Linked DNA regions of Mus musculus: regions 1, 2, 3 and 4 are each linked to region 5. Evidence: chromatin contacts called from public HiChIP or PLAC-seq and promoter capture Hi-C data. All regions are on one chromosome and are shown on one strand. The core of a region is the stretch at or near the end of the contact, and the rest is flanking DNA. Distances in the headings are between cores, read along the strand shown. Region 1 holds the start of Gp9 (glycoprotein 9 (platelet)). Region 2 has its middle 18 kb from the start of Copg1. Region 3 holds the start of Copg1 (coatomer protein complex, subunit gamma 1). Region 4 holds the start of Isy1 (ISY1 splicing factor homolog). Region 5 holds the start of Ruvbl1 (RuvB-like protein 1).

Region 1 (4,472 bases), core at 1,541-4,040, 690 kb before region 5:
GAGGCAGAGGCAGAGGCAGAGGCAGAGGCAGAGGCAGAGGCAGAGGCAGAGGCAGAGGCAGAGGCAGAGGCAGAGGCAGAGGCAGAGGCAGAGGCAGAGGCAGAGGCAGAGGCAGAGGCAGAGGCAGAGGCAGAGGCAGAGGCAGAGGCAGAGGCAGAGGCAGAGGCAGAGGCAGAGGCAGAGGCAGAGGCAGAGGCAGAGGCAGAGGCAGAGGCAGAGGCAGAGGCAGAGGCAGAGGCAGAGGCAGAGGCAGAGGCAGAGGCAGAGGCAGAGGCAGAGGCAGAGGCAGAGGCAGAGGCAGAGGCAGAGGCAGAGGCAGAGGCAGAGGCAGAGGCAGAGGCAGAGGCAGAGGCAGAGGCAGAGGCAGAGGCAGAGGCAGAGGCAGAGGCAGAGGCAGAGGCAGAGGCAGAGGCAGAGGCAGAGGCAGAGGCAGAGGCAGAGGCAGAGGCAGAGGCAGAGGCAGAGGCAGATCTCTAAATTCAAGGCCAGCTTGATCTACAGAGTAAGATCCAGGCAGCCAGGGCTGCACAGAGAAACCCTGACTCCAAGGGGGGCAGGGTGGGGTGGGGAACAAGGACCTGTCTAACAGCTCTTGGCAGTTTTTATTATTTGTAAATAACATTAAAAGAATATTTACTCTTGCATCTTGTGATGGCTAAACCACAGTTCTAACAGCGTTGAACAGTCCTTGTTTGTAACTCTAACTGCTCAGCCACAGTTTCAGAGCCCCAGGGACAAGGAACCCTCCGATCATCTCAGCACCACAAAGGCCCTGTGCAAACCAGATAAGAGGAGTCCTTAAGGATGCCACGCCCACACAGCAGTGCTGAGCCTCCAAGACAGGTGCTGTGGATGTGGCTTTAGTCACAGTGGAAACTGGAGAGTCCAGGAGAGAATGGGCTCTGGATGACCTATTTTGCCAAGAAAAAAAATACTTATCTATGGCTGTCCATATGGCTCTGGGACCCCAAACCCAGGCCCTTGCACATTAGGCAAGAGTTCTATGGTGAGTTGTACGCTTAACACCAGCCCCCACAGGCATTCTTACTTTATGTTGGGGTTGGAGACATTTTTTTAATTTTCTTCTTCCTATTCTTTTGAACATTTTCCTGTAAGAAAAATAATTTGTGGAGTATTTTTTTTTGTTGTTTTTGCTGCTGCCGTTGCTGTTGCTGCTGCAACTGTTATTGCTAAAAATAAGGAAGTCTTAGGAACCTGAACAGGCCTGGTCAGGAGCACAGCCTGGGCGCTGTAGACCCCCATTCACCCAGGGACTCTGGCCCCACCTTGAGGAAAAACCAGCTACCCTGAAGATGGGCAGATCCGTGAAGATTCCTGATGCCCAAGGCTCTACCATAAAGGGAAGAAACACTCACAGAGGCTGAGGCCAATCAGGGGCAGAGTCCTCACAAGAGTATGAAGGTAGGTTCCAGGCAGGTAGGACTCAGGGGCCAGAGGGGACCCAGCCAGCCCTGGGGAACCAGAGCTCACCCAGTGAGAGTTCTGTATATATGCAGCCCCTATTCTGAGAGCAGAAGTGGACAGATGCTGCAAAGAGAGCATGGGGCTTCAATAGGTCCTGCCACCAGCCTGGTCCAAAGGCCTGTCTGTCTACAGGGGAGGGCAGCAGCTGGCCTGCGAAAGTGGGAGAGGACTGTGTAAGAGAAGGAGGAGGTGCTGTCCACCTCTGCCCTGACCTGGGCCCATATGACTTCTCCATGAAGAGTGCACAGGGATCCAGCAGCAGACCATGTTGGTGGCCTCTGTCCTACTGACACAATATCAGCCTCTGTCCCTGTGCCTTAGATGGTGGCACTGCTGCTCCCTGCCTCAGTTTCCCTCTCCAACTCTACACCCGCCTGAATCTCTCCAGATCAAGGAGCCAGGATACTTTTATTGTGTCTGTTGATCTTGGCCAACACCAGCCGTGACCACAGGGTTGATCAGGGGTCTCTCACTCTCCCCAGTGGTCCATCTTTCCTCCCACAGTCCCAGGAGCCCCAGCTCCTGGACATGTTACTTCAGCCCAGGCTTCACCAGTGGCCCCCGTTCTGTGCCCATGAACTCTGTCATCTGCTAAAAATCCATTGATTTGGTTAATATTCACAACTGTGGGGGTTTTATGATTTGTTTAAAAAAATGCAGATTTGAATTTTAATTGCATAATGATTCTATTTCACCATTAGGTCCGATTTTGATTAATAGCTTGTAATACCAAAACCATTCATTAAACTGAAATGGGAGTGAAAACAGACATCATGCTCAAGTGGAAGAGGCTATAAAAGTAACATGAGATAAATTAGTCTCCTGTCTCCGAGAGGCTCAGCCCTGCAAACCTGCAACTCCGTGAGAAACAGGAAAGAGAGGGGCCCAACAGGTGCAAAAGGCACCATGGAGAGAAAGGAGCCTCCCTCAGCATCTTTAGAGAGAGGGAGGACTATAAATAGACATTCACACCACACCTGGGGAGGTAAAAGCATCAGGACCATCGCCTGAATCTACAAAGGAAAACTCACAGCCAGCCATCACTCTCCTCCTCCTCCTCCTCCGGGAAGTCCTCCCCAACTACTAGCACCAGGCAAGGGACACCTTGATTGGCCCACAGACCCATCACACAAGACCACAGGCTGCTTGAGGTACAGAGGTACCCCTCCCTTAAGGTGGGGTTGGTCTACAGTTCTATGTCCAAGGCCCTAGGACTCTGGGTGCCTCCTGGCCCTGACAGGCCCTCGGGGCTGTCTTTAGGGGATAAGCCAGGCTATTTTCACCATTTCCTTCCTCCTGTCAGGCAGCAGCCACACTGCCAGCTCACACAGCTCACACACACCACCACCACCGCAGCCTTGAACAGGATGGTACCAGCCCACAAAAGGTGTGCCCCAGCCAAGGCCTCACAGGTAAGCAGTCTCCTTATTTTCAGCATGACCTCCTGCCTGGTGTCCACTCCAGCTGAGCTGGCAGAAAGAGAGGGGACACGTCTGTCTCTCCCTGGACGATCTCTGCTAAAAGACAGAAAGTGGGGGATCATTTGCTCTAAGTTGTTAACCAGCAACTTGGCTGAATGAAGATTCAGAAGTCATTCAGTGAACACCCCCAGAAGCCTGCTCTGAGGTGGGTCCTGGTAGGAGAGCAGACAAAGGAAACGGCCCTTAGCCCTAAGCCAGGAGAAAGGGCTGCAAGCCAGGCAGACCCACATGGCCATGAGACACTTTCCTGACTCTGGACTTTGCCATGGACTTCTGGGTGAGCCTAGGCAAGTATTTTCCCTCTCTAAGCTTCCCATTCCCAGTTCTGGGCCTTAGCCTAGACAAGTGGCTTTCAAGACAGGTCTATGAGTTCCCCATCAGTGCTGCTGCCCTGCGAGCCCTAAAGGTTTTTTTGAATCAGGCATCATGGGAGAGTGGACACGGTGCTGAACGCATTCCCTGGCCTGACTCCCAGCCCAGGCAAAGGACTGGGTACAGCCCAGAAAGACATTTCCTGTTCTCTGTGGCCAGGGACGAAGACTGGAGTCCCTTAGCAGTCCCCTGTTTCCCTATCTGAGCAGAGGCTTGGATCTCTGCCAGAGACCAAGAAGGCCCTGCTCCTCTCTACCACTCTTCCTGGGCTGTACCCAACACGCTGCTGAGGCCTGGAGAAAAAGTGTAGACCCTGTCCAGCATAGGTATCCTGGCACAGGCTGACAAGCGTTAATCTCATTGCTCTGCCCACAGCCTGCCTCCTGGATGACTACCTGGGGCCTCCTGTTTCTGCTCTGGCCTGCGACCACAGATACTCAGGCTTGCCCCAGGCCCTGTACCTGCCAGTCCTTGGAAACCATGGGGTTAAAGGTGAACTGTGAGGGGCAAGGCCTCACAGCCCTGCCCGTGATACCAGCGCACACTCGCCAGCTCCTGCTGGCCAACAATAGCCTGCGTTCAGTGCCACCAGGTGCCTTCGACCACTTGCCTCAGCTGTGGGACCTGGATGTGACACACAACCCCTGGCACTGTGACTGCAGCCTCACCTACCTGCGCCTCTGGCTGGAGGACCACATGCCCGAGGCCCTAATGCATGTGTACTGTGCCAGCCCTGACTTGGCCACCAGGCGCCCGCTGGGCCAGCTGACAGGTTATGAGCTGGGCAGCTGTGGCTGGAAGCTGCCACCATCCTGGGCCTATCCAGGGGTGTGGTGGGATGTGTCACTAGTGGCTGTGGCTGTGCTGGGCCTGATTCTGCTGGCTGGTCTATTGAACACATTTACAGAGTCCAGGAACTGAGCCTAGCCCATAAAACCAGGGAGAGCCCAGGTCCCCAGAAGCATCAGCCCCAGTCAGCCCATGCCATCAAAAGCCCACAGGGGGCAGGCTGAGGCCGCCTCATGGGCAAAGACACTTGCTGTCCAGTCTAAAGACCTGGGTTTTATCCCCAGGAGAGACCTAAATCTCACCTCCACAGCCTTGCCGTGCACACACACAAATAAATAAATGTAA
Region 2 (4,731 bases), core at 598-3,097, 600 kb before region 5:
AGGGACCTCAAAGCTTGCTCTATTGCCGGAGATAGTGGAGAGCCTCAGAGAATCATTTTGTTTTCTTTGCCAACAGGGAATAAAAAAGTATGCTGAGTCAGAGGAACTATAAACATTGAATCCTTTTAGACATTTTACTTTATCTGGGCTCTCAGACAGCAAGCCAGAGTTCTAGAGCTGTGCTTCTGAGAAATAAACGGGAATGAGTCAGCAAAATCCCTATGCAGATTACTTTAGGCTTCCAGACCCAGATAAACCAATTTTATTGTATTGTATCAATTTTTTAAAAATCATATTTATCTTATGGGGGATTAGATGTATGGCCCAGTGTGGAGTTAGCAGTTTGAGGACAGCTGTTGTTCTTGTGTGCTTTGGTCTGGACAGATGGCTGTAGTGAAGAGCAAGTGTTCTTCCAGAGGACCCTGAGTTCACATCCCAGCACTCCCATTGGGCAGCTCACTGCTACAAGTAAACCTGGTTCCATCGGACCCAACACCCTCTTTTAGCCTCCCAGGGCACCTGGACTCACATGCACAAATCCACATGGAGACATACACACATATATATAATTTTTAAAAATACAAGAAAAAAAATTAAAAGTATATACTAGTAGGTACCAGGAATTTTGTAGGTTTTATGAAATGGCACGTGTAAAATATTGTTTTATTCTTGTACTCTATTTTAACATTCTAATATATGTTTTTATGTATTTTCTAAATACAGTATTTTAGTCCCCTTTACTGCTGTAACTAAACTAATGTATAAACCACAACTACTGTTGCCTCTGGAAGAAACTTAAGAGATTATCCCTAAATTAAAAAGAAAAAAGAAACTTCCAATGGGCTCAGAACTTCCAGTGAGCCTGGCACTCCAAAAACATAGGCTGAAAGATTATGAGTCTAAGACCAGCCCTCCATAGATAGCAAGACTTTGTCACAATAAATACATAAAAAAATGGACATGTTGACTCCTGCCTGTAATCAAGAGTTCAAGTCCATGATAGGCTACAGAGCAAAGTTAGGGCAGCCTGTATTACACAGGGCCTTGTCCTGATAAGTTAAAACGAGGGCCTGGCCTGGTATTTATGAAGCCAAGGACTGTCCTCAATACTAATAAACTGCATGGTGCCACATGCCCATAATCTTAATTCCAACCCCCCAAGAGACGGAGGCAGGAGGTCATCTTTACCTACACAGAGAGTTTAAGCAAATGTGCAGGAGAGAAGCACAAGTTCAAGGCCATTGTGAGTTTCAGACCAGCCTGGCAGGACATAGTAAGGCCCTATACAAACAAGCAAAAACAAGCAAACAAACAGCTAGCTTAGAATTGGCAAATCCACAGAAGCAAAGTAAGTAGAGATTACCAGGTGGTATAGGGAAGGGAAGAGAGAGCCATTTTCCCTTTGGAATGTTGGAAACAACGATCATTGCATGTATTGCAATTTATGTAATCAGTGTTACTGAGCTGAACGTGTAAAAAATGATTTAAGAAATACAAAAGGAAGGTCTGAGGTGGCAAAATGGTTAAAACGTGTCATAATAGTTGGCCAACAAGACAAAAGAGAAAGGGGTCCACACTTCTATGGCCCCACAGCGTCACAGAGCTGAAACGCACATCCCTGTAACTGACCAGCCCGATGCAAGCTCCCTCCACCCTCCCAGACTCTTCCCTCAGGAGCTGCCTCTTCAGATCCTTCCTCTTCCAGCTCTTCCAGCTGCTGGGCCCATCTTGGCCTGAGGCCGAGCTGCTGGCCCAGCTCCACAAGCCTCTCTGGTTTCCTCCATGACTCATTCCCTTCTCTTAGTGGCCCAGTAGTCTCTGCCACGCACAGCCCTAACCTGCCCTGTCATCCTGAGCTCTGAGTCACCTGGCTCCAGCAGGACTTTCTGCTCAGACATTAGATGGACCAAGAGAAAGAGAAAGGACCTTGGGAAAATAAGAAGCACCCTCAGAAAATGTGCACCGCTCTTCATGAAACTGCCAGGGGGCTAGCCAGGGGGTGTGCCATCTGCTAAGGGCAGGAACTCTTGGGGCCCCTCTCTGGACATGCTTCCTCTTCTATAAGATAAGTGCTCACGCTGAGATCTCCAGGGGTGTTTTCCGTTCAGGGATTTTAAATAAAGATTCCAGGAGGCCATGGGTGTTCTCGCTTTGGTTTGGTGCTGGGGTCTGAACCAATGGTTTCTCCTATGCTAAGTGCACACTTTAACCACTGAGTCACAGTCCAGTCAGGGGTCCACAGTTTTGGACTAAGCATCTCCAACAGACCAAGCCAAAAAAAAAAAAAAAAAAAAAAATCAGAATGGAACCACTCACAGTAAAGTTCCAGTTACCAAGTGAAACCCATAGGTTTATCTGACTTTCTGAGAAATTAGCATTAGCGAGATAACACAGGATTTCCTGACAGACAGCATCAGTCAGAGCAGTAATGATGCTCCCCCTGCCTCCATCCTCACACAGGAGTAACCCGGACGGTAACTCACTCATCCATCGGCTCCCCATTGCTCTGTCACAAGAACGGAGCTGAAATCACCAGTCCATTTTGGGGGTTGTTTTTCTCTGCTGTCTTTGATCTGTTCATAAAACCAACTTCCTTCACTTGGACCACCACAAACTGACTGTGTTTTAGGGAGTGAAGCTTTGTTTGTTTTTATTTACCTTTTGTTTTGTTTTGTTTTTAAAGATGTATTTATTTATTATATGTAAGTACATTGTAGCTCTCTTCAGACACTCCAGAAGAGGGAGTCAGATCTTGTTACAGATGGTTGTGAGCCACCATGTGGTTGCTGGGATTTGAACTCCGGACCTTCAGAAGAGCAGTCGGGTGCTCTTACCCACTGAGCCATCTCACCAGCCCCTACCTTTTGTTTTAAGGCAGGGTCTCATACAGCCCAGTCTGGCTTCGAGTTCCTGATCCTCCAGTCTCCATCTCCCACATGCTGGGGTAGGAGATGCACACCACCATGCCTGCTTTCGAAGGCTATTGCTGCTGCTGCTGCTGCTGCTGCTGCTGCTGCTGCTGCTGCTGCTGCTGCTGCTGCTGCTATGAGATCTTGAATCCGGAGCCCTGTCCATCCTACAAGTGCTTTACCACTGAGCTTCATCGCCAGCCCGCATTTTACTTTTTGTGGCTGGATCTCATTAAATGACCTAAGCTGGCCTTGAACTCTAGGCCAGCACAGGCTACAGATGACCTAATTTCAAAAGAAAGAAAGAAAAGGAGTGGAGGAGAGTCCTCATGTGAATTGTTGACAGTGGGGAAACTTAAGAAAAAAAAAAAATGTTTTCCCCCAGTTCTGGGTACAGGTCCTTATCAGTGTAAACACACAGGTCGTGCCTCAGACACTGTGAGGGTAAACATGTCTTCTCAGTATAACATACAGGCTCCATACAAGCATGGTCCTGATCCACAGTATGACCAGAGTGCAGAAATCACACCTATAACTGATAGGCTAGGCTTATTAGATTGCAAGTGCCCTAGGCAAATTGGGCTCAAAGATGGACACACTGTCCCCTAAAATTCTCCTAACCCTTTATTTATTTATTTATTTATTTATTTATTTAATGTATTGAGTACACTGTATCTCATTCCATCCCAAAGATTTACTTATTACTATACATAAGTACACTGTAGCTGACTTCAGACACATCAGAAGAGGGCGTCAGATCTCATTACAGATGGTTGTGAGCCACCATGTGGTTGCTGGGATTTGAACTCAGGACCTTCAGAAGAACAGTCAGTGCTCTTAACTGCTGAGCCATCTCACCAGCCCCCAATTCTCCTAACCCTTAAAGGTTGACAGAGTTTCTCACTAAGGGATCTTGGTCTCCCCCTGTTGATTCCAGTCTTCAGTGAGCCGACTGTTAAGGGGCTGCAGTAGGAACATTTGACATAATACCCACCTAGAAATGTTGGTACTCTACAGTGTGATTGTCCTTTGAGACAGGGTCTCAGTAACCTAGACTCTGTCTCTGTCTTGTTCTTTCTCTTTCTCTCTTTCTCTCTCCTCCCTCTCCTCCTCCCTTTAGTTTTTCCGAGACAGACAGAGTTTCTCTGTGTATCCGTGTATCCTGGCTGTCCTGGAATTTGCTCTGTAGACTAGGCCAACCTTGAACTGACAAAGAACCACCTGTCTTTGCCTCCAAAGTGCAGGGATTAAAGGCGTGTGCCACCACGCCCAGTTCAAGGATCCCAGACTCTGGATCCTTCTGCCTTAGTCCCTGGAGTGCTGGTAATACGTGTCAACCATTATATATTATTTACACAGGAAAGACAAAAGAAAAGTAGAAAACACATAGATTGTGCTCTTCACGCTGTTATTACTCTTCACTTCGGCAGATGGAATTAGAATTGGGGAGATGGGCTGGTGAGATGGCTCAGCAGTTAAGAGCACTGACTGCTCTTCTGAAGGTCCTGAGTTCAAATCCCAGCAACCACATGGTGGCTCACAACCACCTGTAATGAGATCTGATGCCCTCTTCTGGTGTGTCTGAAGTCAGCTACGGTGTACTTATGTATAATAATAAATAAATCTTAAAAAAAGAAAAGAATTCGGGAGATGGAGTCAGAATTGACTTTCATCTAGGTTCAGATTATACTGCTTGTAACGATTCCTTTTATTTATTTATGAATCTCATTTGTGGCTTTTTGTTTGTTTGTTTGTTTGTTTGTTTTCCAAGAGAGGGGGTTTCTCTTTGTAACAGCCCCGGCTGTCCTGGACCTTGCTTCGT
Region 3 (4,117 bases), core at 663-3,162, 580 kb before region 5:
TCCAGCAAAGCCGAGCGAGCCAACTGCTGCAATCGATGCTCTTCTAACTCTAACTTTTGGTTTTGTTCCCTGCATGTTGCATTCTTGGGGACTGTATGTGTTATGATTCAGTTTATGTCTTTTCCTGGGGAAAATTATGAATTATGTCTGAGTCTTTAAGAAAAATCCTAAAATTAACTTTATTTGGAAGTCTTCCTTATGCCCTGGAGATCATTAACCACAGATAAGCACATAGCTCCATGAGGCCATTACTCCAGGAATCGGCTTGGGGTATCGGCCCCTGAGCAAACTCACGAAGGATAACTGATGGAGGGCAAACAGACAATTGATGAACTCTGTCCAAAATAGATTACAGATTCAATGTCTCTTTTTTATTATAGGCTTAAAGCTCTCTGAAAATGGAGTTTAAAGACAGGGAGTCATACAGGGCATACCCCTGGAGGAATAAACTCAGTAAACAATTTATATTGACTAAAATAAACATTTTCTACTATGTTTATCATGTTTAATCATGTTTTACATGATAAAACATATAATGAAGTTAGATAGTCATCTTTGCAGCTCATAAAAAGACCAATTCAGATATTTCCTGTTTGTCTGGAGTGCTTTAAAACTGCAAACACTGCCAGCCTACAAGCAGCCTGCCACATAGTAAGTGTGTTTGTTTTGGAGGAGACAGTCTTTAGATTCTTTAAATTGGTGTTATAGGGCAGATAATAAGAATAAAATCTGTTGTTTATATTTTCTATTTGTAACTGAGCTTTTAACCCTGGTTATGTAATGATAAGTCAGACATATTTTGTACTACTGGATAATCATTAGCTTGTCTTTGTTCTGTGAAACTTGTGTAAATAAAGACGCTCTTGGTTGCTAGTCAGTCAGAGCAACAGAAATGGCCTGATCTCTAATAAGTAAGTCAGAGTTACAGAAATGGCCTGATTGCTATCAAGTCAGAGCTGCTAAATTCCCCTAACTATCTGGCTTGGCTTGCCTCACCCTCTCCCCTTGCCTAATACTCATCTTCTCTGTGGGCCAATTTGTCAGCAACAATATTTGAATTCCTTGTCAAACCACAAGTTTTATAGTATTTGGTAGAAAAGACTCATTTAATAATTTTCACAACTGAACCTGGCCCTCAGACTTGGCAGCAAGCACCTTAACTTAGCGGCTGAGCCATCTCATTGGCTCTATTTTTTGAGGTGGAAGTCATGTAGGTCTGGTGCAGGGGGATGGCCTTGAACTTCTCATCCTCCTTTCTCTGCCTCATGAGTGTTGAAATTACTCGCTATGTCCAGTTATATCTCAATGTTAAAGCACAAATGTACATAACTCTATTCATTGCCTTACAAAGCTAGACTCGGATGGAATCGGTTCCTTGGCTAGCAACAGATGCCCTTTTCCCTCTCACCACCATCTCTGTCATGGTGACTCCTCTGGCCTCAATCCTTGGGGCCAGTGAACTTGTTTGAGAGCAGCTTCCCAATAAATTTGCCCTTAAAATATTCTAACCTGACTTGAATTGGCTCATTTTACCGGTGGCGGAAAAATAACCTATTAGTGAGACTTACTTCCGGAAAATGACAATAAAGAGTAGCAGGGAACATGTATGGGGTCAGCGTGCTGCATGCAACCCTCCCATCAGAATGCCCTTTAAATTCAGCCAGGGGTAACTGCAAACACAGCAGCCACAGGACCACAAGGGGGCGCAGAAGCGGAGCACCCGCAACCGCAGGTCTAGGCTCCGCCTCCAGTGTCTAGCCACGCCCACTTTCCTGGGTCTCACCCCTCCCCTTCCGCCCTCTTCCACCTAGGTTTTGGCAATCTCCGGACAGGCAATGAAAAAGGTGGGCGCAGTTGTGCGCAGGCGCAGACAACAGAGTGCGCAGGCGCAGTCCATAGTGCAGTGCTCAGGGCGACGTGGCGGGCGGGAGTACGGAAGCCGCAGGGAGAAGCTGTTCTCACCGCTACTCTGAGCATCTTCCTGCTGCGTGGAGCTACCGCTGACACCATGTTGAAGAAATTCGACAAGAAGGACGAGGAGTCTGGTGAGGGCCCCTTGAAAGACCTGGGGAGGTCAGATCCTCGTAGGGGTTCATGGGACCTTCCTTGGCTTCCTTCTTCCGGGCCTCTGTCAGAGCCAGATCCGAGGCCCAAGAGGGGCAGGGGCTTGTGCGCAGGTCCATCTATATCTGTTCTCGGAGGAAACGTGCTGTTTGCCCTCTCCAGCTCTGGCCAGGATTTCTGCGTGACCTTGTGCGGGTAACACTCCTCTCTGGGCCTCAGTTTCCCCATCTTGTCAGAGGAGGTTCCCAGGCTGGATGTTACCTTGCATTTCACCCGACCTCTTGGTATTTGCTGCGATAATTCTTTGCCTATCTGGGTGTAACCAGTCCTACAGTTAATAACCCTGACCGTTTCATTCATTCAATAAACTACAATTACTGAACATCAGGCACCTCACTGATCATAATATTACAGTAGCTAAAGCAAGTTCGATACTAGATGCCTGCAATAGGAATGTTAGGATGGAGAGCCCAGACAGTAACCAGATAATCGCATGCATAATTTTTTAATGTAATATCTGCTGTCAGGGAAACTCAGTCACAGGTTAGTTAGTGTTGGTTGTCTCCGACACATAGATTCATTTAAGTTCTGGTTGCATAGATCAGTGCCAATTATTGAACCCTAAAATGCTCAGAAAGAATGCTTAGGTGACTGTGAGAGAGCCTTGACGGCCTCTGGTAGATGATAGAGACTTCCTTCTCTCTTCCTCGTGTTTGGCAGGTTTAGGGTCACAGTTCGGGGCTGTAACTCAGTTGATAGAGTGCTTGCTTAGCTTGGGTGAAGCCCTGTGTATGATCCACAGTACCATGTAAACCAGGAGGCCGAGGCGGGAAGATCAGATGCACAAGAGCCGACCTCTGCTACATTTTGAGTTAAAGGCTAGCATGCGATACATGAGAGTCTGTGTCAGCACAGGAAAAAGGAGAAAAGCAGTTCATTCAAGATCACAACCGTAATCAGTCTTCTCTGTGCACTGCAGGTGGAGGCTCCAACCCCCTCCAGCACCTGGAGAAGAGTGCCGTACTCCAAGAGGCAAGTGCCACCATGCCTGTGTCTGGTCAGGAATACCTGCCAGCCCTGCTGTCAGATACTAACATACATGGAGTGCTGGTTTATAAAGCCTGGGTCCAGGAAGATGGGACTTTATTCATTGTATTTGCTAGTGTGGCTAGTATTAGGGCAGCCCAAGGGAAGACTTCTGGTATGGTTAGTAGATAAATTAAGAAAAATAAACTCTTGGGAGCTGGACAGATGGCTCAGCGGTTAAGAGCACTGGCTGCTTATTCTTCCAGAGGTCCTGAGTTCAATTCCCAGCAACCACATGGTGGCTCACAACCATCTGTAATAGGATCTGATGTCCTCTTCTGGTGTGTCTAAGACAGCGACAGTGTACTCGTATACTTAAATAAAATCTTAAATAAATAAATAAACTCTTCCCACTTGAGAATACATTTATGTGGACTGAGTTAATACGTACCCTATGGTTCTCTAGGCCCTTCATGAACTGAGGGGCAGCTGTGGTAGAAAAGTGTACTAGGCTAGAGGTAATGGTTGCTTCTTCACAGGCTCGGGTCTTTAACGAAACTCCCATCAATCCCCGGAAATGTGCTCACATCCTCACCAAGATCCTTTATCTCATAAACCAGGTAACAAGATGAACTTGGCAGGGAATACAGGGGAGGTTGTGTAAATGGAGATGTACCCTTACGCTTTTGACAGCTCTGTGATTGGAACCAACAGTCTAGGCCTGGGTCCTCTTAAGTTTCCGGCTCTCATTTGTTGCCTGTGCTCAAGTGCCTGCAGGCTCCAAAGGTCTAGCCTACTGACCTCCTGTCCAAACCTGTGGCTTTTCTGATTCCCACAGGGGGAGCACCTGGGGACCACGGAAGCAACTGAGGCTTTCTTTGCCATGACCAAGCTCTTCCAGTCCAATGATGTAAGTACACTGATGATCTGTGCGTTTCTGCAGATGTTGCACCCATGGCAGGGTGGCAGGAGGTCTGCCTGTCAGTATAGACTGCCGTCCACAGAATCAGGCTTCTCCTGACTCTAA
Region 4 (4,669 bases), core at 806-3,305, 630 kb before region 5:
GAACCCTCATTAAAAATAGGTTGTAAAAAATCTAAACCTACCATTGGTTGGTTTCTGGCTTTTTGAGACAGCATATTCTGTGTAGCCCTGGCTGTCCTGAGACTTGCTCTGTAGACTAGACTGTCTTTGAAGTTAAAGATTGGCCACCTCTGGCTCCCGATCTTTGGGATTAAAGGCATGTGCCGCTGCCATCACCAGGCTGGTTTTTATTTTTTAAAATCATACACATGTGCAGAATGTACTGTGATCATATCTATTAACCTCTCTGACCCCTCTCTCACTCCTGATACGATAACGTATGCACCACCATACACCACTCTAACCAGAAAACAGCCTAGTTGTCTGTCTGCTGCCAGTGGCTATCAGAGGAGAGCATCAAGACTGGCTTTTGCAAAGTGATGTTCATTTAAGTGCTGCCGCAGCAGTGTTAAGTCAATGGTCCCTAAATGTTACACAGGATCAGGAAGAGAACAGTTTTTTTCAGTTGGATTGTGAACTACACAGAAAGCGCACCTGCTGAATTTGGAACTAGAGATTTTGCTCCTAGCTCTTCCTCTCACCATCACTGAGACGTGGTCTCACCAAAATCTAAGTTTCCCTTCACAGCACATATTGTAGCTTTTATCTTGCAACGTTATGATGACTTACTCAGATAAACGCATGAAGTCAAGCAGAAACAGACACACAGTCTAGAGAGTCAGCAAGATGAGTTTAATTTAACTTGCCCTTCAGATTGCCCCTTCCAATCAACTCTGAAAGGAACCTGGCCAGTGGAAGGTGGATATATGAACATGACATCAATACAGGACACACCCTCCTTCAGAAGTAGCTGTTCAAGACCACTGTTTCCTCTCCTTTTTAGGTTTCTGTTCTCAACAGTCTGTAGTGTCCAAAACATCCTCTGTAAGCATTCCATGGCTTCCTTAAATGTTTATGCATCTGTTTTATTTAACAGGAGTATGTATCTGTTTGCCCCTATGTATGTGTAAATACCACCCCGCCCAAAGTGTATTAATGTTTTTTTTCTACTTAGTATTATAAAGCACAGACTGACAAGAAGGCCTATATATTTGAATGTGTCCATATTTTGCACGTGGTTATGCATATACTTACACCTGATCCTTAAACATAATTTGGTATATGCATATAGATAAATATCTACCAAAATGGGCTGGTTTTGTAGATAAGACTATACAGATTTCAAAGACATCAATAAATCTCAGAAGTATGAAAGCCACTCCGTATACTTTTAAGGGGATTTTTACCTTTAATTTTTTAATATTTTTTGTATGTGTATGAGTGCTTTGCATGTATGCATGTAAGTGCACCACATGAGTGTCTAGTGTCACTTAACAAGTGGGTGTTGGATCCCCTAAAACTAGAGTTTTGGATGATTGTAAGCAACCATGTGGGTGCTGGGAACCAAAGTGAAGTGGTTTTTGATCACTGGGCCATCTCTCGAGGTCCACGGACACTTTACTTTGAAATTACTACAGTAACTGCGCCTCTTTGAACCAACACTGTGTCTGATCTCATACTTCCATATTAAACGCTTCTTGAGTGAATGAAACCGAGAATCACAACCTCTCAACAGATCAGCCCATCCTATTCATTCACTCACGGTTATGTCACACACGTCTAGAGAATGTCAGATTCTGTCCTCGGTTTCAGGCAAGCAAAGGCGTGGAGACCCTGCCCTTTAAAAGGTCCTATCCGTGGAACCTGAGAACGCCCGGGCCGTTCAGTCTCTACGCATAATGTGCTTCACCCAGACTGAACCACCAAGACGCAATACAGCTCCCAAACTCAGTTTTCTTGCCATTTCTTACAGCTACGCCAGGTGGGAAAAGAATCCCGGCATAGGCCAGGGAGCCCGAGGCCGCACACTGGCCCAGACCTCGGGTCCCCCGTGAGCCCCATCCCTTCCCCAACGCACTCACCATGGTGCCGGCGAGGGCGCCCTGGCGCCGCTCTGCAACGCAACGTGCTCAGGCGCCCGGAACAAGGCAGGCAGACGCGGGAACGGAAAACAGCGGACAGTCTGGTCTTTTTGTCGGAAGACTAAATGGAAAGGACCGGAAATTAAGGACCGGAAGCGAGGGAGGGAGGACGAGGGAGGGGAGAGAATTGCAGTGGAGCTTCGGTAGGCGGCTTCCCGCCGACGCGTGTCCAGTGCGTCATCCCGCGCCTAAGTCAGCAAGACTACGCTTGCGCGGCAGGAATGTGTGCGTCATTTGTCGTTTGGTTTCGTTCTGCTGGTAACTGCGGTCAAAGATTCGCCTGCCTCTGCCCTTCCTGAGTCTTCTATGACAGCAGATGACCTTTTTGAAAATGACTGCACCTCTCTGAATGCACTGAGTGTTCATAGCCCCTAGGGACCCTGCGTGGAGTTCTGTCACCTGCCTGGACCCGCCAGGCGCAGGCACTGGGGCAAACCATAGCCATTGGGGCGAACCTGTCTTCCTGGGAGGCTTCTTCACCGCTGCCTGCCATTTACCTGGAGCTGAACAGTGACTGAGACTATGATCGTCCTCCTTTTAAGAAACGTGTATAATTATCATTATTCTTTATTAAAGGTGGCTGTTTCCATGAAACTGACAGATGTGATCGTGAAAGAAACATTTAAGCCAAGGAATCAGCTCTCTCTCCACACATTCCCAGAAGGCAGAGACCACATCTTTTAAAATACAGAGATGCGGTGGTGGCGAACGCCTTTAATCCTAGCACTCAGGAGGCAGTGGCAGGCGGATTTCTGAGTTCGAGGCCAGCCTGGTCTACAAAGTGAGTTCCAGGACAGCCAGGGCTACACAGAGAAACCCTGTCTCGAAAAAACAAATTAATTAATTAATTAAAATAAAATACAGAGATAAGGCCAGGCTTGTTGGCTAATGCCTTCAATCCCAGCATTTTGATGGCAAAAGAGGCCAGTTTCTGTGAACTGGTGGACACCCTGGTCTTCATAGAGAGGAAATCCAGGCGAGCCGGGGGTGCATAGTGAGAACTTGCCTCAAAAACTAAAGAAAAAGGCAGCTTGGATCCCAAGACTCAGAAGGCAGGCATATCTTTGAAGTTTGAAGCTAGTCTACAAAGTTAAGTTCCAGGATAGCCACACGAAACGACTCGAAAAACAAAAACGTAATGAGAAGAAAATGAAATACGGAGTAAGGTCCAGAGAAGAAAAAGCTACCTGGAGCAAGTGGGAAGTTAGAGACTACGTGAGTCACTTAGCAGAGATGGATTCTGGAAATGGTGGTGGGCTCTCCCACTGAGTCAACACTAAGGAGAGTACCCTGTCATAGTCCATGCAAGAATGTTACCACCGTGCATATAAGACCAAATTAGAGTCCCTTATTAGTTGGCAACTAGTGGGCAGGCTCTTGTCCCAAAGCACACTGCATCAAAGCTCAGGTATACGGCATTTATTGAGCTAAAAACCAGTGACATTTGCAGTCAGATGTAGGTGACAGGAACCAGAATATTTGTTTTGGTATGCATTTGGCAGACGTTTTTGGCTGTACATCTCAGCCATGGTCAGCTCACTATATCGGCTTTCCAAGATCTCAGCAGAGGCGTGAACTAGTAGTTCAGGATCAAACAGGTTCTGACAGATACTTTAGAACATATATGTAAGTGGGCAGCCGGTCACCCAACTAGATTCTGTGTCCCCCACTTCTTCCAAATAGGTTGTGGGGATGTAACCAAATGATTGTCGGTGGTGCTTTGGGTCAGGAGCCCCAAGAATTTTTGCCTTAACTCTTAATTTCTGCATTGCTAAAGCACTGATATTTCACATTCAGAGATTTGTGGAGTTCTGACCTTTTCTGGCTGGGGGGAGGGGGAGCCAATGGAAATGAAGTCAGAGATGAGCATTCCTCTACTTCCCATGAAATGAAAGAACACTAGGTTAAATGCCTAGCACATTAAAAACAAACCCCAGCCCTCTCCATTTCCCACCCCCTTCCTTATTCTGAGAGATGACCCTAATCAGGAACCACCAGCTTAGGCTGAGAACTGGCAGTATCATGAGCAGTCGAGAGCCCACTGCCAGGCCCAGGCCAATTCTCTCTAAATTTAAGGAGAGGAATTTTTGAATTTGAATGGTTTTGGCCATTGTCTTAAAATATTTTATTCCAAACAATGGTCATTCTTCACATTAAGACATGGGGGGGGTGTCACTAGGTTGTTCTGCTGGCCTGTGTAGCTCAGGTTAGCCTCAAGCTAAAGACATGTGTCTTGATACCCGACTTCTAAGACTTATTTTCATCCAGGATCTCAAGTAGCCCAGGCTGGCTTGGAACTTGCCTTGTAGCTGAAAATGGTGCCTTAAACTCTGATCTTCCTGATTGCCGGGTGTTGGCATTACAGGTGTGCAGCCACACCTTGGATAAAAACCCACAAAGCTTTTAGGTTTTGGGTTTTTTTTTTTTTTTTAAGGTCTTGTTATCCATCTTAGGCTGATGTGGAACTCTATGTTAATACTGTTTCAACCTCCCAATGTTGCAACTACAGGTGTATTCCACTACACCCAGCTCACAGTTCAAATGAGGGGAGTGTTTACTAGCAAGTCTGATGACCTTAGTTTGATGTTGGAATTTACACGTAAGAGAAACGCCTCCTACAAACTGTTCTCTGACCTCCACATTCACACCCATATGCACAGAATTTTTAA
Region 5 (4,401 bases), core at 1,325-3,824:
GTGTTAGGAGGTGACCTCACCACAACCAATAAGATGGCCGAGTCCTTCTACTCTGCCCAGATAGAAATCCTGGGTAGGTGCAAAGTTCTTCAATGCTGGTAGTCTCAAACTCTTGAGAGCCACAGCCCATGGGCCAGACTGGCAGACCAAGAGGCTTACACCTTCAGTTCTGAGAGCCAGGGGCCTGTTGCTCCAGGCTGTAGAAGCCAGAGGCTTCCAGCTCTGGGTACTCAGGTTGGCAGCTCATCACTCTTGGTTTAAATTACCTGTGGCCCCTGTACATAGCAACTGTTGTTATACACAGCTTCTAGCAGGAAGTGATGCCTGCTAGCTTTACAGTTTCTAAGTAGGTCAAGTGTTGGGACCCTCAACTCTTACAGTGTCTGGTGTAATAAATGTTGACCCTTAAAACTTAAAGCTCCAGGCTGGAGAGATGGCTCAGCGGTTTAGAGCACTGACTGCTCTTCTGAAGGTCCTGAGTTCAAATCCCAGCAACCACATGGTGGCTCACAACCATCACAAACATCAGTACAGCTACAATGTACTCATATACATTAGATAGATAGATAGATAGATAGATAGATAGATAGATAGATAGATAGACAGATCCATCTTAAAAAAGAACTTAAAGATCCCTGGGCTGGAGAGATGACTCTGCAGTTAGAAGCACTGGTGTTCTTACAGAGGACTCAAATTCAAATCCCAACACGCATATGGTGGCTCACAACCATGAGTAACTTCAGTTCTAGAGGATCTGACATCCTCTTCTGATGTCCTTAGGCACTGCCTGGTATATTTATACTTGCAGGAAAAACACCCACACAGATAAATAAAATAATAAAATAAAAAGACTTGCCAGGCAGTGGTGGCACATGCCTTTAATCCCAGCACTTGGAAGGCAGAGGCAGGAGGACTTCTGAGTTCGAGGCCAGCCTGGTCTACAGCGTGAGTTCCAGGACAGCCAGGGCTACACAGAGAAATCCTGTCTTGAAAAACCAAAAATAAAAATAAAAATAAATTTAAAAAATTTAAAAAGACTTGGCACTCCTTGGAACTTGTCTAGCAATCCCTGCCTCTGGCTTCTCTGCTGCCAGTCACATGCCATTTCTGCTTCCAGTCTAGAAACTCTCTATTTTTACTCTGTCTTTATTTTACTCTAGAACTCTCTAGCTGCCTTTCATCACAGTCTTCACTGCTACAGTCTCTAGGCTTGTCTTCTTCATATTACCGGCTCAGCCCACAATACTATTAATATAGGTGGAAAGACTGAGAAATCAAACAATGGGCCTAAAGTTGCACCACAGCTACACATTGCACAGCACAGGAAGGTGTCTCCTGGCTGACTTAAAAGTGAGGAAAGTGAGGGACACAGGAGGCAGAGGCAGGTGGATTTCTGAGTTTGAGGCCAGTCTGGTCTACAGAGTGAGTTCCAGGACACCCAGGGCTATACAGAGAAACACTGTCTCGAGAAAAAAAAAGTGAGGGACACCTGCTTAGAGAGCCAGAATGTTGAGAGAGTAAGCAAGAGTGTTTGCCGTCCTTAGTATAGCCCTTCTTGAAAATGAAGCATTAAATTTGGACTATGGCAAGGTGGATTGTGAAAACAAACTACCATATTTGCACCAATATCAGAGCCGTTGATTATTCAAATGAAGGACCATAGTTTCACCATTCACAGGCAGCTTTTGTTCACCTACCTGGAGACTTGCACCCACTCCAGACTGATGAAAATATCTGGTCAGAGTATGGTGGTAGCACCTTTAATGCCAGCAACTCAGGAGGCAGAGACAGGTGGGGGCCCTGGAGTTTTAGGCCAGGCAAGGCTACACAAACACATCTTCTCTTTTCCTTCCTTCCTTTTTTTCCTTTAAGGGTTTTTTTTTTTTTTTGTTTGTTTGTTTGTTTGTTTTTTTTTTTTTTTTTCCGAGACAGGGTTTCTCTGTATAGCCCTGGCTGTCCTGGAACTCACTCTGTAGACCAGGCTGGCCTCGAACTCAGAAATCTGCCTGCCTCTGCCTCCCGAGTGCTGGGATTAAAGGCGTGCGCCACCACCGCCGAGTTTCTTTAAGGTTCTTATTGGGCATATGATGACCAGAATTATGGCATGAAGTGTTTGAAAAGTTTTGGCTGGAATAGTGCCTTCAGGATCTAGTGTATTCTGGAAAAAAAAAAATGGGAGCAGTGGGGCATTCTCTGGGTGTCTAAATAATTCGGTGAGCACTGGAGAAGTTTGGGCAGCTGCTTTGCTGATGATTCTCTCAGGACATCCAAGCACCTGGAAAAGATTTAACATCTGTCAGTGAAGAAGTTAACTCACCCTGGCACAAATATGTTATTCTAAAGAAAAAAAATAGGCATTAAAAGAGGCATTTATAATTAAAAACCTGTCATTCACATTAATAGTGCTTAAGTACTTAAGCAGTTCTCAGTCAAATGTGGCCAGGGCAGGAAATGTTTGCCCTGGGGGAACTTATCCTGTGACACAGACGGAAGTTACTGGGCGAAACTCAGCAGCCGTGACCAGCGTAGCTTTTAGCCAATAGAAAGCGAAGCCTTCTCGCCTCCCCCAATGACATATTGATAGGGGCGGGTCCAGGAGAGCGGCCTAGTAACGGCCGCGTGGTAACCCAGGCGCCTGGCGTGCGGTAGTTCCTACCACTCCACGCAGGTTGTGTTCCTAGACACTCGGCAAAATGAAGATTGAGGAGGTGAAGAGCACCACGAAGACGCAGCGCATCGCCTCCCACAGCCACGTGAAGGGTCTGGGGCTGGACGAGAGCGGCCTAGCCAAGCAGGCGGCTTCGGGTCTCGTGGGCCAGGAGAACGCGAGAGAGGTGGGCGTGGGGCTTGTGCGCGAGGTGTGGGCGGCGGGACCAGGATCCACTAAGATCTAAGAAGTAAGGATCACACTAGCGAGCAAAGGCTGCATCCTTTGCGGGTCACGGCACGCAAATTAGACCTCACCGGAAACGCAGTGGAAGGCTGTGCGGTTAAGTATAGAATTGACTACGTTTTCAGAGTTGATATGGGTTCTTTGGGCCTGGGAGCTGATCTGTTAAGTGGAGCGGTGAGGACTGTCTGATCTATTCCCCATCCAAGCACTCCAGCTTTTCCAGGTCAGTCTTCCTAAAGTCATGCCAGGTCTTTCTATCGGTTCTGTTTTGCACATGAAGAAGTTAAAGGTGGGTTAGGCCGCTTAACCACCTGCCAGTTTAGCAGTAATGAGGCTGGTATCTCCCTCCCCCTAACCCCCATCAAATCAGTATTCTTCCCATTTCTTCAGCCTCCTCCACTCTGAACTCTGCAGAGGTTCAGTGTCTACAAAAACTTGCTTTTTTACATGTGGTGAAGACTGCTTTCTCAGCCTCTTGCACACAGAAAGTGCCAGCAGCAAAGAGCATCATCTATCCAAAAAGGGAAATGTTTGACCCTAGCATGCTTGCATCTTTTCTTGCAAGCAGGTAGTAGCAGTTTAATGCTTTCTATTGGCCAGGCAGCTTTGAGTCTATTGTTTCTTATTTCATTTCTGTCCATGTGACATTTCTGTGTATGTGACTTCAGAGGCTGCTCTAGACCTGCATCTGCACCCACACCAGCAGCCTCTGGTACTCCATATCTTATCCTTCCTATTCTTTGAATGTTAGCCGGTATTTATTTTTGTTTGTTTTCACGACAGTCTCACTATGTAGCTCTGGCTGTCCTGGGACTCTGTAGACCAGACTGGCCTTGAGTTCACAGGGATCCGACTGCCTCTGCCTCCTGAGTGCTAAGATTAAAGGTGTGGGCCATTACACCTGGCTTCCTTAGCTGATATTTCTTTGTTTCTTTTCCTGTTTGACAAAATGTGCGCAAATGCAGTGCAGTCATGTGACTGCCATGGTGCTCTGGTAGAGGTCAGAGGTTCTTTCCTTCCACTGTGGGATCCAGGGATTGAACTCAGGTCCTCAGGTTTACACTACAAGTGCTTTTCACCCACTGAACCATCTCACCAGCCCTTGCCAATTCTTTTATTGGGTGGATTCATAGCATACATACCCTTTTTGTTTAGATAATGTTGCTGTAGTCAAACTGGCCTGGAATGCACAGCCCTGCAGACTCTGTTAAGTACTAGGTCTGTGCTGGTCCCTGCTTGCCTCAACCTCCCCTTTTCCATTCTGTTCACTATACTTTGGCTGCTGCAGCATGTTGTCGCTTAGACATACCAAACTTATGCTTTGGTTATTTTGAGTTTGCAATTTTTGTCTGAAATGTAGATTTCTTTTTCTTTTTCTTTTTTTTTCAAGACAGGGATTCCCTGTATAGCCCTGGCTGTCCTAGAACTTACTCTGTAGACCAGGCTGGCCTCAAACTCAGAAATCTGCCTGCTGCTGCCTCCCAAGTGCTGGGATTAAAGGCATGTGT

What was found. Promoter capture Hi-C pulls out the DNA fragments that hold promoters and counts their contacts. HiChIP or PLAC-seq counts read pairs in DNA pulled down with a chosen protein or histone mark.
Region 1: a contact with region 5 is called in a promoter capture Hi-C map of neutrophils, with 2.1 times the contacts expected there. The contact joins the promoter of Gp9 here to the promoter of Ruvbl1 in region 5. A contact is called at or near these places in 6 of 39 promoter capture datasets (hippocampal neurons, liver, neutrophils and 2 more) and 3 of 115 datasets of contacts at active chromatin or transcription factors (bone marrow-derived macrophages, double positive thymocytes and pancreatic cancer cells).
Region 2: a contact with region 5 is called in a promoter capture Hi-C map of hematopoietic stem and progenitor cells, with 2.8 times the contacts expected there. The contact joins the enhancer-like site here to the promoter of Ruvbl1 in region 5. A contact is called at or near these places in 9 of 39 promoter capture datasets (the C10 cell line, the HPC-7 cell line, cranial neural crest and 5 more) and 4 of 115 datasets of contacts at active chromatin or transcription factors (bone marrow-derived macrophages, extraembryonic endoderm stem cells, pancreatic cancer cells and 1 more).
Region 3: an H3K4me3 HiChIP or PLAC-seq map of bone marrow-derived macrophages shows a contact between it and region 5, with 9 times the contacts expected there. The contact joins the promoter of Copg1 here to the promoter of Ruvbl1 in region 5. A contact is called at or near these places in 1 of 39 promoter capture datasets (embryonic stem cells), 1 of 484 Hi-C or Micro-C datasets (B cells), 5 of 115 datasets of contacts at active chromatin or transcription factors (astrocytes, bone marrow-derived macrophages, extraembryonic endoderm stem cells and 2 more) and 1 of 9 other capture datasets (adipose tissue).
Region 4: a contact with region 5 is called in a promoter capture Hi-C map of the SN4741 cell line, with 4 times the contacts expected there. The contact joins the promoter of Isy1 here to the promoter of Ruvbl1 in region 5. A contact is called at or near these places in 10 of 39 promoter capture datasets (the HPC-7 cell line, the SN4741 cell line, cranial neural crest and 5 more) and 5 of 115 datasets of contacts at active chromatin or transcription factors (double positive thymocytes, extraembryonic endoderm stem cells, memory CD8 T cells and 2 more).

What each region holds. Positions count from the first base shown.
Region 1 is chr6:87,775,280-87,779,751 of GRCm38.p6, forward strand. Gp9 (glycoprotein 9 (platelet)) reads left to right here and starts at 2,791. Exons shown (of 2, transcript NM_018762.2): 1 at 2,791-2,897; 2 at 3,714-4,472. The coding sequence starts at 3,726. The coding sequence ends at 4,259.
Region 2 is chr6:87,867,289-87,872,019 of GRCm38.p6, forward strand. No RefSeq gene overlaps it. Among named protein-coding and RNA genes, the nearest start is that of Copg1, 18 kb to the right of the region's middle. Within about 2 kb of position 1,848, at least 152 of the 459 cell types and tissues checked have an H3K27ac peak or open chromatin away from gene starts, as enhancers often do. A contact at or near this core is called in the HPC-7 cell line, bone marrow-derived macrophages, hematopoietic stem and progenitor cells and 1 more, where this site is marked.
Region 3 is chr6:87,886,028-87,890,144 of GRCm38.p6, forward strand. It overlaps Copg1 (coatomer protein complex, subunit gamma 1), which reads left to right and starts at 1,913. Exons shown (of 24, transcript NM_017477.2): 1 at 1,913-2,045; 2 at 3,044-3,096; 3 at 3,630-3,710; 4 at 3,929-4,000. The coding sequence starts at 2,009.
Region 4 is chr6:87,836,704-87,841,372 of GRCm38.p6, forward strand. It overlaps Isy1 (ISY1 splicing factor homolog), which reads right to left and starts at 2,056. Exons shown (of 11, transcript NM_133934.4): 1 at 1,941-2,056. The coding sequence starts at 1,943.
Region 5 is chr6:88,462,835-88,467,235 of GRCm38.p6, forward strand. It overlaps Ruvbl1 (RuvB-like protein 1), which reads left to right and starts at 2,575. Exons shown (of 11, transcript NM_019685.3): 1 at 2,575-2,834. The coding sequence starts at 2,694.